2 separate regions of the Mus musculus genome follow, and region 1 is linked to region 2. The links are chromatin contacts, called in public ChIA-PET maps. All regions are on one chromosome and are shown on one strand. The core of a region is the stretch at or near the end of the contact, and the rest is flanking DNA. Distances in the headings are between cores, read along the strand shown. Region 1 overlaps Prkcq (protein kinase C, theta). Region 2 overlaps Gm13261 (a long non-coding RNA gene).

Region 1 (6,479 bases), core at 2,219-4,718, 870 kb before region 2:
TTGCTCTCTACCCTATATTTTGAGACAGGATCTCTCACTGAACCCAGAGATCATCAATTTTGCTAGAGCAGTTGGGTCGGCAAGCCCCAGGGATCTTTCTCATTGTGTTTCCTCAGTACTGGAATCACAAACACAGACATGATGCCTGGGCTTTTCACCAGGTGCTCAGGCTCTGGACTCAGGTCCTCTTACTTGCATCATAAACACTTTACTGATGGAGCCAATTCCCTAACACTTAGCATATTTTTTAATTTAAAAAGTGGACAATATTTCACTGCTATGCTTTAGGTTCGCAGTGCTTAGGAAGGGTGAGACAAAAATAAGAAATGAAAACAAACAGAACAAAACCCAGTTGCCTAATCAGGAATGGTTGTACTTGTCTATAATCCCAGGCCTCAGGAGGTTGAGGCAGGAAGATCATAAGTTTGAGACCAACCTGGGCCATTTCAAAACCCTCAGACCAAGCAAATCACCAAAAGAAACAAACACACAAAACACAACAGTTATTACTTGTCTCAAAATGTTTAACATGCAGAGGAGAATATGTACTGTAATTAGAATTAAACTTGGAAATGAAGAAAGAAAAGAATTTAACTTGTAATTATAACTGCTCAGCAAAATAGGATTATTATAATTTTATTATAATAATTGAAATAATTGATTATTATAATATTTGAAATGCCTTCCATAGTCTTATATGATGAGCCCTTGGTGCCTAGTATGGTAGTATGAATATGCTGGGCCCTGAGAATGGCACCATTAGGTGTGGCCTTGGAGGAAGTGTGTCCCTGTGGCAGTGGGCTTTGAGACCCTTCTTCCAGTTGCCTGGAAGCCAGTCTCTTCCTGTTGGCCTTCAGAACAAGATGTAGAATTCTCAGCTCCTCCAGTACCTTGTCTGCCTGTATGATGCCATGTTTCTTGCTGTGATAATAATGGACTGAACCCCCAAACCAGCAAGCCAACCCCAATTAAATGTTGTTCTTTATAAGAGTTGCCTTGGTCATGGTGTCTCTTCATGCCAATGGAAAAATCTAACTAAGACACCTAGATTGTGGCATTACTTTGAAGGCCATAGAGTCTTGTGAAGGTAGGGCCCTGATGACAGAGGTAGGTCACTGGGATGGCCTTCAAAGTTACATGCTTTTCTGGTTCTGACCTGTGTTCTTTGCTTATTGATATAGCAAGTTGTGAACAACCCCACCACGTAGTCCTACTTGCATAGAGCCCCAAAAGCGTCATTATGATTAAATTGGCTGAGTGCCTAAGAAATTACTGTGACTCTTCATTGAGTTAAATCAATAGTTCTTAGCTGGACAGTGGTGGTACATGCCTTTAATCCCAGTACTTTGGAGGCAAAGGCAGAGAGGCAGAGGCAGAGGCAGAGGCAGAGGCAGAGGCAGAGGCAGAGGCAGAGGCAGAGGCAGAGGCAGAGGCAGAGGCAGAGGCATGCCAACTGGTCTACAAAGCAAGTTCCAGGACATCCAGAGTTACACAGAAAGAAAGAACAAAAATAAATCAAAACAAAAGAATATATATATAATACACACACACACACACATATATATATATAGCATTATTTCGTTTCTGGGAGACATAATATATTTAGCAGCCTGAGGATTTGTGCAGTTACATGTCTCCTTTGGGTCCCATGAAGATCACAACTGTGCTTACCCATCTTCCCTGCTCTCTGACTTATCCTTCTTTGCACAACAAATGACCCTGAGACTTAAATACCAGCCATTTATTTTTGCTTGCAATTAATTGCAATCAAATAGAATTGTGCTCAGTTGGACAGCTCAGATCTTATGTCACATGAGCCAGCACAGTGGGGACAGCTAGGACAGCCCAGCTTCTCTCTCCATGAGGTCCCTCATCCTCCCGGAAGTGTCTTGGGCTTGTCAGTATGGCAGTTGCTCTAGAAGAGGATGAGAGGGAAGGACACTGCTGGGCCTTTCAAGGCTAGGCACTGAACTCAGACAACGTACTTCAGCCTCATATATAACTGGTCAAAGATTTCGGGGCAGCTTTGACTTCAGGGGCGGGTGATAGGCTCTCTTGACTAGAAGACCGTTAAAGAATCTGTGGTTTGTTTTAATACCTTACCATGCCTATCTTCTCAAGCGCTGAGCATTAAGTACTGGAAACATTATTATTTTGTAGACAGGCCAAACATTGTCAATTAAACTAGAATCCAATGCTTAGCGCCAGACTTTTACTTTACGCTTATGCAAAGGTCCTTTTTTGGTATGTGTTCATCAGGTGTATGTTTTTGTGTAGGGTGGTGTATATGTGTGGTTTCTGAGCATGTATGTATGTGGGTGCATCTGATTGTGGGCCTGTTCAGAGACCAGAGGATGTGCAGTGCCTTATTCTAATCCCCTCTTCCTCTTTTTCTTTAGACAGGGTATCTAACTAAACCCAGAGCCTCATGGGCAGTCTGTGGAATGGCAGGCATGGAGATGTTACCTTTTACAGGAGGAGATGTAATCTAAGGTTCTGTTGCTTGTGTCAAGTTAACTCTGAAAAGATAAGCTCTATGATGCTATTGTCTTTGCAGCCCCAGCACTATCTCTGAGATGCTGTGGCTTTGCAGTCTTCTGAGGGACAAGCTGGTGCTTGGTGAAGAAAACTGTACCACCTGGTACAGGGGAGCAAACTTAGGGCCTGGGCCCGAGTCAAAGGACACCTCGATGAGAAGCTGAGGCTGAAGTCCCTGGGTACAGGGTCTTCCCTGTCATCTAACCTTTATTGGGAATATACACATAGGCATAGGGACTGTGGGAGGAGCAAAGAGATGAAGGTGCTCATAGGTTTGCAAGTGAGACCATCTCAGAACAAAGTCAACTCCATCGTATCCCATTTCTATATCTTAAGCAAATGTCTGAAACTCTGTGACTAAATTCTTCTATGTGCAAATCGAGGCATAAAGTAGACATACTTCCTAGGAGTCTCTGAGGGGTTGGATCTGTCCATGTTCTGAAGATTCAAAGAGTTAACCCACAGAAAATGCTTTTGAATGGCCAGTGGAGAAGTAAGCTATGGTTTTCCCAGATACCCTTCGAAGATTTTCCCATATAGCCTTTGAAGTGCTTCCTGATGAAAATATAACAACTCACACTACGGATCAATCCATATGCCTAGAATAAGCCTTAATTACTGGCCAAGTTGATGAGCTGACTCAAATATTTATTCAATAAACACTAGCTAAACCATCAAATGGGTTGTAAGGTGTTTTACTGGATACATGGATGTGATTGGGAGTTAGTTCCAGATAAGCTATGAGAACTCAATTTGGGGTTAGCCTCTCCTCCTAGAGGGGATTGGGAAAGGAGACGGTGAGCTTCTTCGCTTTCTTGCCCTCTTATCCTACAAGGAGTGCTGTGATGGTGTCAGGGACAGGATGAGAAACAGAACTGTCACTGCAGGGGACACCAATGGCAACACACTTCTGTGTTTACTGCTGCATTAACACCACACCCCACTTCCTCCTAAGGGTGTGTGACACTTTTCAGAGAAAATACAACGTTCACTGGTATCACCACAATGAGCGGAAATAGCTGTCCCCAGATGAACTGATAGTTTATGCAAAATAGTGTTAGGTGGAGTCCTCCATGTGCTAGTGTGGATGGACAATGCTGATGCGGGCCATTTCTGTCACATAAAGGATGCTGCAGGCAGAAGGGAAATAAATGTGAGCAGATATGTGTGTGTGTGCCTGAGTCTGTGTGAATTGCCTGTGTCTTGTTCTTACACTGAAGCATTCTCACTTATAAATGAGCAGGTTGTAAAAATTTAGTCAAAGTTTGAAGCTTCAACTCCATGAAAACTATAAAATTAGGCAACACTTTCATTTCTGGGCCAGCCTGCTGACTTGCCCATTTAGAAGGAGGTCAAAATAAATGTATTCTATAAAACCCATTACTTTCTGCTACTGCTCCAATGTACAGGCCGCTCGATTTGTTTTTCCTCTGACATTCCATTAACTGTGGGTTGACTAATCAGTTAATTGAGGCCTAATTCCTTTTTAAACATTTAAAAATGGTATTTTCATTTTTCTATCTGTGTGTATGAGCATTTGTGCATGGGGAGAGGGTGTGAGGAAGCACATGTTTCACAGCATGCAGATAACATGTTCCACAGCATGCATGCAGATAACATGTTCCACAGCATGCATGCAGATAACATGTTCCTCAGCATGCATGCAGATAACATGTTCCACAGCATGCATGAAGATAACTTATAGGAGCTGGATTTCTTCTTTTACCATGTGGATCCTGGGATCAAAATCAGTTATAACATATAAAATACAAATTAGTTTGAATGAAAGGATTAGTTTGGCTGTATTTTTGGCCACAACAGGAGCAGGTACTACATATCTGAAGGATGGAGGCAGAAGCTTAGTAATACCTAAAACGTGTCCTGGGGATCTTCCAATAGCAGCATCACCTGAGAAGTCTCTAGCACCCTGGACCTGCTATGTTAAAACTATAGCACTCAGCAAGCTAGGCTTCAGCAAGTACTCCAGGTTCCTGCGATGCCCACTCTAGATACAGAATCTGCACTTGAGCGAACCACACAAGGCGAGGCCTGCATTGTCTTACTCCCTTATTCTGCACAGTATCTTGCCCAGTGCTTGCGTCTTAGGAGGTTCTAAATCTGTCCTCCTCAACCAGGTTGCTGTTACTCCAAGTGAACACGTGCTCAAGACTAGAGACACTAGAGCTGATGTAAACAGAGGGGTCAGATGCTATTGCCTGAAGGTTAAAGCCAGGGTTATTACGAAGCAACCCACAATGCTCAGGGTGCCACCACCCACTAAACAGGGCAGCATAGCTGAAGATAAGACGCCTCTTCTCAATTAGTGACTAAAGTGGCAGCAGCAAGAACCTCTCCCTGGTCCATTCTCCCCATCTGCCAGCACCACTTCACGTTCAGTGACTTCTAGGCTCACAGTGAGAAGGAAACACAGGGAGTAAGCATAATCAGTCTTTCTCTCTCTCCCTCACTCCCATCTCATCCAGGGTGCATGGAAAACCTAGGGATTGACCTACAATACGTTCACAATGAACCAGTGAATGGATGGATCAAATAAAACAAAGCAATTACGCTAGTTCTTTTTGTTTCACGGTGGCCACATCCTTGACAGGAACAAAGGGTGAATGATTCATGATGGCTTACAGTTTCAGAGAGTTTTCGTCCATCATAGTGGGGAAGGGAGAGCAGAGCCACTCAGTGCACTTCACTGGAGGCATGTGACAGAGGCCATTCATGTCAGGGCAGGCCAGAAGTACAGACAACAGAATTCAGGGAGGGGATTTAACCCTCAAGCAGCTGGCCTACATGACCTTCTATCAGTAACCTTCCCCCCTTAAAGTCTCCACAGCCTCTCCACCTAGCATTAACAGGTTTTCTGTTTTCATTCTGTTGTTTGACAAATACCAGGATCAAAAGATACTCAGGAAGAAAGGGTGTATTTGGCTTTCACTTCCAAGTCACACTCCATCACTGAGGGAAGTCAGGGGAGGAACTCAAGCAGGAGCTTGAACCGGAAATTATGGAGGAATGCTGCTTCCTGACCTATAGGCTCATGCTTTTTTATATAGGCAAAGGTCACCAGTCTAGGGAATTGTACCACCCACAGTGGACTGGGGCTGCTGACGTCAATCAAGACAATCCTCCTCATGCCCATAGGTAAAGCTAATCTGGGAAATCCTTCAGTTGAAACTTTCTCTTCAGGTGACTCTGAGCTGTGTCAAGTTGACAGTTAAATCTATCTGGGGCACCAACTAAGGGACACTCATTCAAAACGTGAAACTGGGGGATATTTCCAACTCAAATTATAAGAGCAATGAATAAATCAGAGAGGGATCCCCTAATCTCTTCCACTGTGAAGATTAAAATGTTCCTTATAGACATTTGGTCTGGATTCTCATGGAGCAGACAAGCAGACAATGGAATTGAAACTCAGAGGAACCAACATGAGATATCTGTCTACTCTGTGGTAGAAGAGGGAGTAGGAGCCAAGAGTCCATTGTCTTCCCACTGCCTGAACCTACTGTTCTGACATGCATGAAGACAACTGAATGATGGGATTTGCTCCAGCTCAGAATATTAATGCTGCTCACACCTAAAGCTGGCTCAGTCAGCCTGACGAAAGCCTGGCCCCTTCCAGGTCTTTTCTCTGTTTGCTGGAGGTCATGCTGTGCACTGTTCAACTTTGACCTTCCCTGCTATAATGGATCGAGATCTCTAAAACCTGGGGTTACATGTAGTAAGACCTTCCTCCTTTAAGTTGCTTACGCCAGGCATTTTGTCACAACAAAAACTGTAACTAATCCAAGTGTATCAAGTAGGTTTCCTAAGAAAAACAAAGAGGGTTGAGCTCTCATAGAAAGTGGGATTTAAAAACCTTGTTACTTCACTACAGAGTTTGAGAAACATTGTAATAACACAGTATTTGAATCATAATTTTTGCTACA
Region 2 (6,775 bases), core at 2,627-5,126:
CTGGGGTAAAGGGATGCCTTTGGTGGCTTAAGAGTCATAAGCAGTATGAAGAGCATACGCACTGTGATGGTTAATATTCACTACCAATCTAGATCTAGAGTCACCTAGGGGACAAGCGTGCTTCTTGGGAGGTGGTTCTAGACTGGATTAACTGAGGAAGGGAAACTGAGCCCCTAACTGTGGATGGCACCATGCTTTGGGCTGTAGTCATGGAATGACTCAAAGGAGAGAGTATGCTGAGCTCCAGCTGTCACCTCTCTGCTCCCCAACTACAGATGGAGCAGGACCAGCAGCTGTATGCTCTGCCTGTCTTAACTTCTCCGCCATAGCGGATGGCATTGTAAAACTACAGACTGAATTAAAGCCTTGCCTCCTCACCTTGCCTTTGTCAGGTCATTGTTCACAGCAACAAGACAGGGAACAAATGGAGGTGCAAAGCCTTCTCGTGCCCCTCTCAGAACTTGGACTCTTAAACAAGGCAAGTTATAATGGGAAAACCCGACATGGGCGAGACAGGCAGATGTGAAAGTTGTTGCTTAGTTACTTCTCTTCACTGATTTCCCCACATGGACCCGGAACATTAACACCAAGAGTGACTTCATCATGTTACAAGGACTGATATTGATGGTAAATCAAAGCATACATCATGGGGCTGGGGGTGTGGCACAGTGGCAGAGCATGCGCATAACATGTGTAAGGTACCCAGGATTTAATCCCAGCATCAAAAAAAAATACATTTAAACAGAAAAAGTACATGCCATACAATAGTGAGTATAGCCATAAAGTCTGATTTTTATGAGTTTCTAATACAGTCCTTTGGTGAGCACCTTATGGGTATTCAACAATGTGGAAAACTAGCTAGAAATATACTCATTTAGCCAACATGGAGGTGGTACCACAAAGAAGTTATGTGAGTTACTCAGGGATGAGGATTCAACTTGTGATGGGAATATGAGTATTACCAACCCACAGGAGCCATGTGATTTATAAATAGCTTTCTGTTTCAGAGAGAAACTCCTGTGCTTTTTATAAATAAAATTTAAAAATTTTAACCTATGGATGAAGTGACATTCACTTAAATTAATTACCAAAGGCAGTGTTGTTTATTTCCTAAGGCAACTTTTCTAGAGCCCAAGGATTCTAACTTTCATGTGCTACAACAAAGGATCAAGATACAGTGTTATAGTGAGGGGGGCTGTAATCTACCTGGAGGAAGTGATTTGTTGAAAGGTCATAACCCATGCAATAAATAAACATGGTGTGGGCCTGTCACCCAGCTTTCTTTGGATTAGATTATAACGTAGCCATTGACAGTCATCCAGAAACAATGGTGCCTATACATAGTGTCTGAAGTCAGTCTGAGTGAAGTTTTTAGTGACTGACCAGTTATTTCTAGCAGTATTATACTTGGATCCATAAACTCTCCCTTCCTCCCTTACCCACCCACCCCCACCTCTCTGTGTGTAGGGAACATTATTTAAGCTACCTGAATAGGGCCTGTGACCATGGCAGAATGGGAGGGAGATACAATATGGAAGAGAAGAGGGGAAGTCCCTATTTTACAGAAGAAAATAAAATGGAGTTAGTGATCAGGACACACAGTCTAAGGGATCAGGGGAAAGCATTTGCAGGACTGTGTGCTTTAGAGGGTTAGAGTATCATCATCATTGCACTCTGTATTGCATTCTGGCTACTGGGGCCTAGCGTCCACTCTCGGCAGTACTGAGAGCAATTGACATATAATAAGAGGAAAATGACTAATGAACCCATTTTACTATACGCTGTAAAAGGCTTTCATCGAAACAGACTGTATTTAGCCTGGTAATAAACCTGAGCGAAGAAGGCAGGCATCTGACATGGCAACTGGTTCAAGTAAAGATCGTATTTTCTCTTAAAAAAAAAAATCCCTGACGAATTATATGGCTTATGGGGAAATTTCTTGCTTGGAGATTTTCTATGACTACTGTACAGTTTTTGTAGAGCTTGGCAGGTGTGCATAAATGTTTCCCCTGCCCCTACCCACTCTCCTTCCCCCTCCCTCCTCTTCCTCCTCCTCCTCTTCTTCCTCCTCCTTCCCTTCCTCTTCTTCCTCCCACGCCTCCTTCTTCTCCTCTGGCTTGAAATATTGGCAAGGACTGTAATAATAGCCAAAGAAGTAAGAGTTTATGTGTTAATTTGTTCCCATCTATCTCTGCTGTCCATACAGGAGGACTGAGAAGGAAGCTGTTTAGACCATGCCATATTTCTTAGGCCCCAAGAATCTTACAGATGGACAGATCTTCTCTTCAAATCCTGCCGTTGCAGCCCAGAGAAAGAGACAGCCACTGGAGCAACACATCCTGTGAGAAGTTAATTTTGGCTTTTGTTTGGTTGGTTGTTTGGTTGGTTGTTTTGTTTTGTTTTGTTTTGTTTTGTTTTTTGTTTTTTTTTTTTTTTTGAGACAGAGTTTTTCTGTGTAGCTCTAACTGTCCTGGAACTTGCTTGGTACATCAGGTTGGCCTTGAACTCATTACCTCCAGAGTGCTGGGATTAAAAGCGTGCGCCAGCACTGCCTGGCCACACCAGACATTCTTTACAGTGCTGTGATTCTAAGTTTGTTTGTTTCTTGTTTTCATGTCAGCAACCAAAATTCCGAGACTCAGAAAATCCTCACGCTTTGCCTGTTACTACATAATGCAGCCCGGAGAGCTAGGAGTTTGAACCAAAATTCAAATCCCCAGAGCCCACATAAAAGTCAAGTGCGGTAACCTAAGTCTCTCTAACCAGGGGCTCCTACAAGAACATGGGAGATGGACAGGAAAGTCCCCAAAGCTGAGACCCCAGATTAGAGCAGAAAGAGCTCTTCTTTTAACATGGAAGGTGGGGACTAAGACCGAAAGCTGTCCCTCTGACTTCCACACCCTTGTTGAGGCATGTACACAACCAAGTTCACACACACACACACACACACACACACACACACACACACAGAGAGAGAGAGAGAGAGAGAGAGAGAGAGAGGAGTATGTGTACAGATACACAGAGCAAGAGATCATATGTACAGACATACACCCAAAACTCTTTTCTTCTTCTTTTTTAAGAATTATTTATTTGCTGGGCAGTGGTGGCGCACGCCTTTTATCCCAGCATTTGGGAGGCAGAGGCAGGCAGATTTCCAAGTGCAAAGCCATCCTGGTCTACAGAGTGAGTTCCAGGACAGCCAGGGCTATACAGAGAAACCCTGTCTCGAAAAAAAAATAATCTATTTATTTTATGTATATGAGTACACTGTAGCTGTCTTCAAACACACCAGAAGAGGGCATCAGACTCCATTGGATGGTTATGAGACACCATGTGGTTGCTAGTTGAACTCTGGACCTCTGGAAGAGCAGTTAGTGCTCTTAACCACTGAGCCATCTCTCCAACTGTCCTCCTCCTCCTCCTCCTCCTCCTCCTCCTCCTCCTCCTCCTCCTCTTCTTCTTCCTCTTCCTCCTCCTCCTCCTTCTTCAGAAATAAGCAACAAAGCCCCTTTAGGCAAACTTTCTGCAGTGAACTTAGAGACAGTTCATATAACCCTGGATCTGTCTTTACCCCCTAACAACTCTCAGACCTCTCTGCTACCTCTCTAAACACATCGCCTAAACCCATGCTTTCTGGAAAAGCACTCCTTCCAAGTATAGAAAAACTTGGAGGCAGGAGGTGATGGGGAGAGTTGTAAAATGAGACAAACATGAAATTAGAATAGAACGTCAAAAGGAGACTGTAGGGTGGCTCCCTCTATTTGCCCCCAGTTCTGAAGTAATCTGTCAGATTTTACCAGTGCAGTTTACTGTCTCTGCTCTTAGCAGCATCCCCAGAAAGTGAAAGGACTGCAAGGGAGAGGAAAAAAACCCACAGCAAACACAACCCACCACATCCTCTTGCAATTCCCATGTCAGATCTTCTTTGAAATCACCTGTGCTGTATCTAGCTCACCCGTGCTTCTTGGAACACTTACACAAAATCTGAGATCCATCTATAATGTCCTGTCCAAGGTCGGCGCCATTCCGGGAGTGAGAAGACAGAGTGTGGTTGAAATGAGTAGCTTAAAAGTGAAAGCAAGGGCTGGGACATGGCTCGGGTAGTAAAGTGGTCACCACACCAGCGAGGAGCTGAGTTCGGATTCCCAGCATGCACACAGAAAGCCAGGTGGCATTGAAACATCTGTAACCCCAGCACCAAGGAGGCAGAGACATGCAGCTCCCTGGGACTCCTTTGGATAGCCAGCCTACAGTGAACTCCAGATCCTGTGAGAGATCTTATTTCAACTAGTAAGATGGAGAGAGGTTAGGGAAGGCACCTGATGCCAACTTTTGGCCTCCATATGCACCCAGGTGTACCAACACTGAAACGCACACATATACAACACACACACAGACACACATGTATTTTCACTTAAAAGCAAATTCAAAATCACAAAAATATTCTCTCCCCCAGGTATCTGCATATAATATTTTTTTTACCCAGAGTCTACAAAAAACAAACAAACAAACAAACAAAAACAACACACACACCAAAACTCTTCAGACTGAAACCCTGTAACGTGTAAAATAGTAATATGTTATAAACGGGGTATGAAATATGACCCCAACTGGGTACAATCCATCTGCCTCCTGTGTCTAATCAATAGTCCTGCCAGCAGATCCATAGAGAAGAATTACAGTCACAATGTAAGAAGCAACATGTAAGCTTGAATACGATCTGGTCCCTGTCTAGTTAAGGGTCAAATTAACCTCTCTTTCTGCTCTGTGGTATAGTAGGTGTGGTCAAAGCCACGTCACTAGAGACAATCCTGCCTCCCGATGTGAAACTTTGTGTTCTGTGAACAGAGATTTGATTTGGCCACAGTTGATTGTGCTTTCTACCCAAATCTGCAGGCCCGGCAGTGAGACAAGCTCGTTCATTCAGCTTTCTCAAAAGGAAATGGCAGGCAGTGGTGGCGCACACCTTTGATCCCAGCACATGGCAGGCAGAGGCAGGTGGATTTCTGAGTTTAAGGACAGTCTAGTCAAAAGAGTGAGTTCCAGGACAGTCAGGGCTATACAGGGAAACCCTGCCTCAAAAAAACAAAAACAAAACAAAAACCAAACAAACAAACAAACAAAAAAACCAACAAAAATAAGAAAAAGAAAGAAAGAAAAGAAAAAGGAAACACTAGCCTAAGTTTGGAAGTTAAGATGCTGTCTTCCCACCCAGTGCTCTACAGCTACACTTGACACTCTCAGGTTTGCAGCCCTGAGATTTGTGAGGTAGAGGAGGAGAGGTGAGAAGAAGGAGAGAGCTAACAGCTTAGCACATACAGAGACGGGAGCCTGAGAGTCAAGTCCAGCAAGTAAACATGGCCAGTAGGCATCGCAATTATGAATCTGGAGATGCGCCAGATGGCATGATCCGCAAAATGAAATCGAAAGGACCTTCCTGTGTCCCACTTTCATGTGTGTGTTTATGTATGTGGGTACATACAGATGCCAGTCAACTGCGGGTGCTGTCCCTCGGGAGCCATCTTTCTTATTTTTGAGACTGGTTCTTATATTGCAACTCAGGAGCTCGAAGACTGGAAGGTTGGCTAGCCAATGAGCCCCAAGGATCCACCTAGCTCCACCCCCAATGCTAGAATTACACGTGGGCACCACCGTCTCTACTTATTAAAACTCAGGGCCTTCTGCTTGCACAGCAAACGCTTTCATTACTCAGTCATCTCCCCAGCCCTCGTGCGTCAACACTGAAGCTTCAGTAGAGACCCTGAGAAACAGACCGTGCGGGTGAAACCAAGAGTCTACTAAGCGCACGCCCACAACGCAGGTTTCCTGGGGTAAGTGTCTGATTCTTTATTTTCTTCCGTAGCCTGAGGGAAAATTCAGAAGACAAATACTCCCTTCAACAAACAAGTCAGATGACCCGTAAGTGAGGTGAACTCCAAGGCTAAGGTGGATCCAGGGGCAGGACAAACTGTTCGCACGCCTAGCATCTGTGGACTCTACCCTCCAAGCGCTTCCCCGGTCTTGTCGCGAGAACCAGAACCGTCGCTTTCAGGAACTCTCCATACTACAGAGTAAGTAACGTTTGAAAACAATGCGTTTTTAATAGAAAGAAAGCAAATTTATTTATCACACTGCAAAGAGAACAGTGGCCGTGGTAGGAGCAGACAAGTAATTTAAAAATAACTCATCCAATCACCTAGAATAGAAAGTTAGTTATTTTAAACTCTATGCCTACTTTAATTGTTTAATGTGGCATTTGTTTTAAATATTTCTACTCTCAAAAATTCCATGTTTTTGTACTTCATTTTTTAAAAAGTACCTTTTACTTAGTGTGTGTGTGTGTGTGTGTGTGTGTGTGTACACATAACCCCGTGAGGGGAAAGGAATGTATGTGAAAAGGCATAGTGTGGAGTTCAGAGGACAACTTGCAAGAGTCCGTTCTCTGCTTCCAACCACGTGGCTCCTAAGTGTTGAGCTTAGGTCGTCCGGCTTGGCAGTAGGCTTCTTTTCCCACTGAGCCATCTCACTAGCTCTAAACTCTGACTTTGTTGTATCTCCTTGTTAAATTTTCCAATAGAAATAGAAGGGGCATTTAACTGGACTATGGAGGCACCTTATCAGAGTATCTGGGCTTCCTTGCCTCTTTACATTATTCCTTAAAATGAGAGCCTGGAAGAACCCATGATTTGGATACTAAAGTGGCAGGCTTCAGAGTTATATATTACATCATAGCTGAAGATATCATTGCAGGTTCACTTCTTTACTTGTGGACTAG

What was found. ChIA-PET counts read pairs in DNA pulled down with a chosen protein or histone mark.
Region 1: an RNA polymerase II ChIA-PET map of memory CD8 T cells shows a contact between it and region 2, with 6 read pairs. The contact joins two enhancer-like sites.

Annotation. Positions count from the first base shown.
Region 1 is chr2:11,215,355-11,221,833 of GRCm38.p6, reverse strand. All of the region lies in intron 1 of Prkcq (protein kinase C, theta), which reads right to left. Among named protein-coding and RNA genes, the nearest start is that of Prkcq, 46 kb to the right of the region's middle. Within about 2 kb of position 3,468, at least 47 of the 459 cell types and tissues checked have an H3K27ac peak or open chromatin away from gene starts, as enhancers often do. A contact at or near this core is called in memory CD8 T cells, where this site is marked.
Region 2 is chr2:10,340,817-10,347,591 of GRCm38.p6, reverse strand. It overlaps Gm13261 (a long non-coding RNA gene), which reads left to right. Exons shown (of 4, transcript XR_001783229.2): 2 at 2,207-2,341; 3 at 5,864-6,071. Among named protein-coding and RNA genes, the nearest start is that of Gm13261, 21 kb to the left of the region's middle. Within about 2 kb of position 3,876, at least 25 of the 459 cell types and tissues checked have an H3K27ac peak or open chromatin away from gene starts, as enhancers often do. A contact at or near this core is called in memory CD8 T cells, where this site is marked.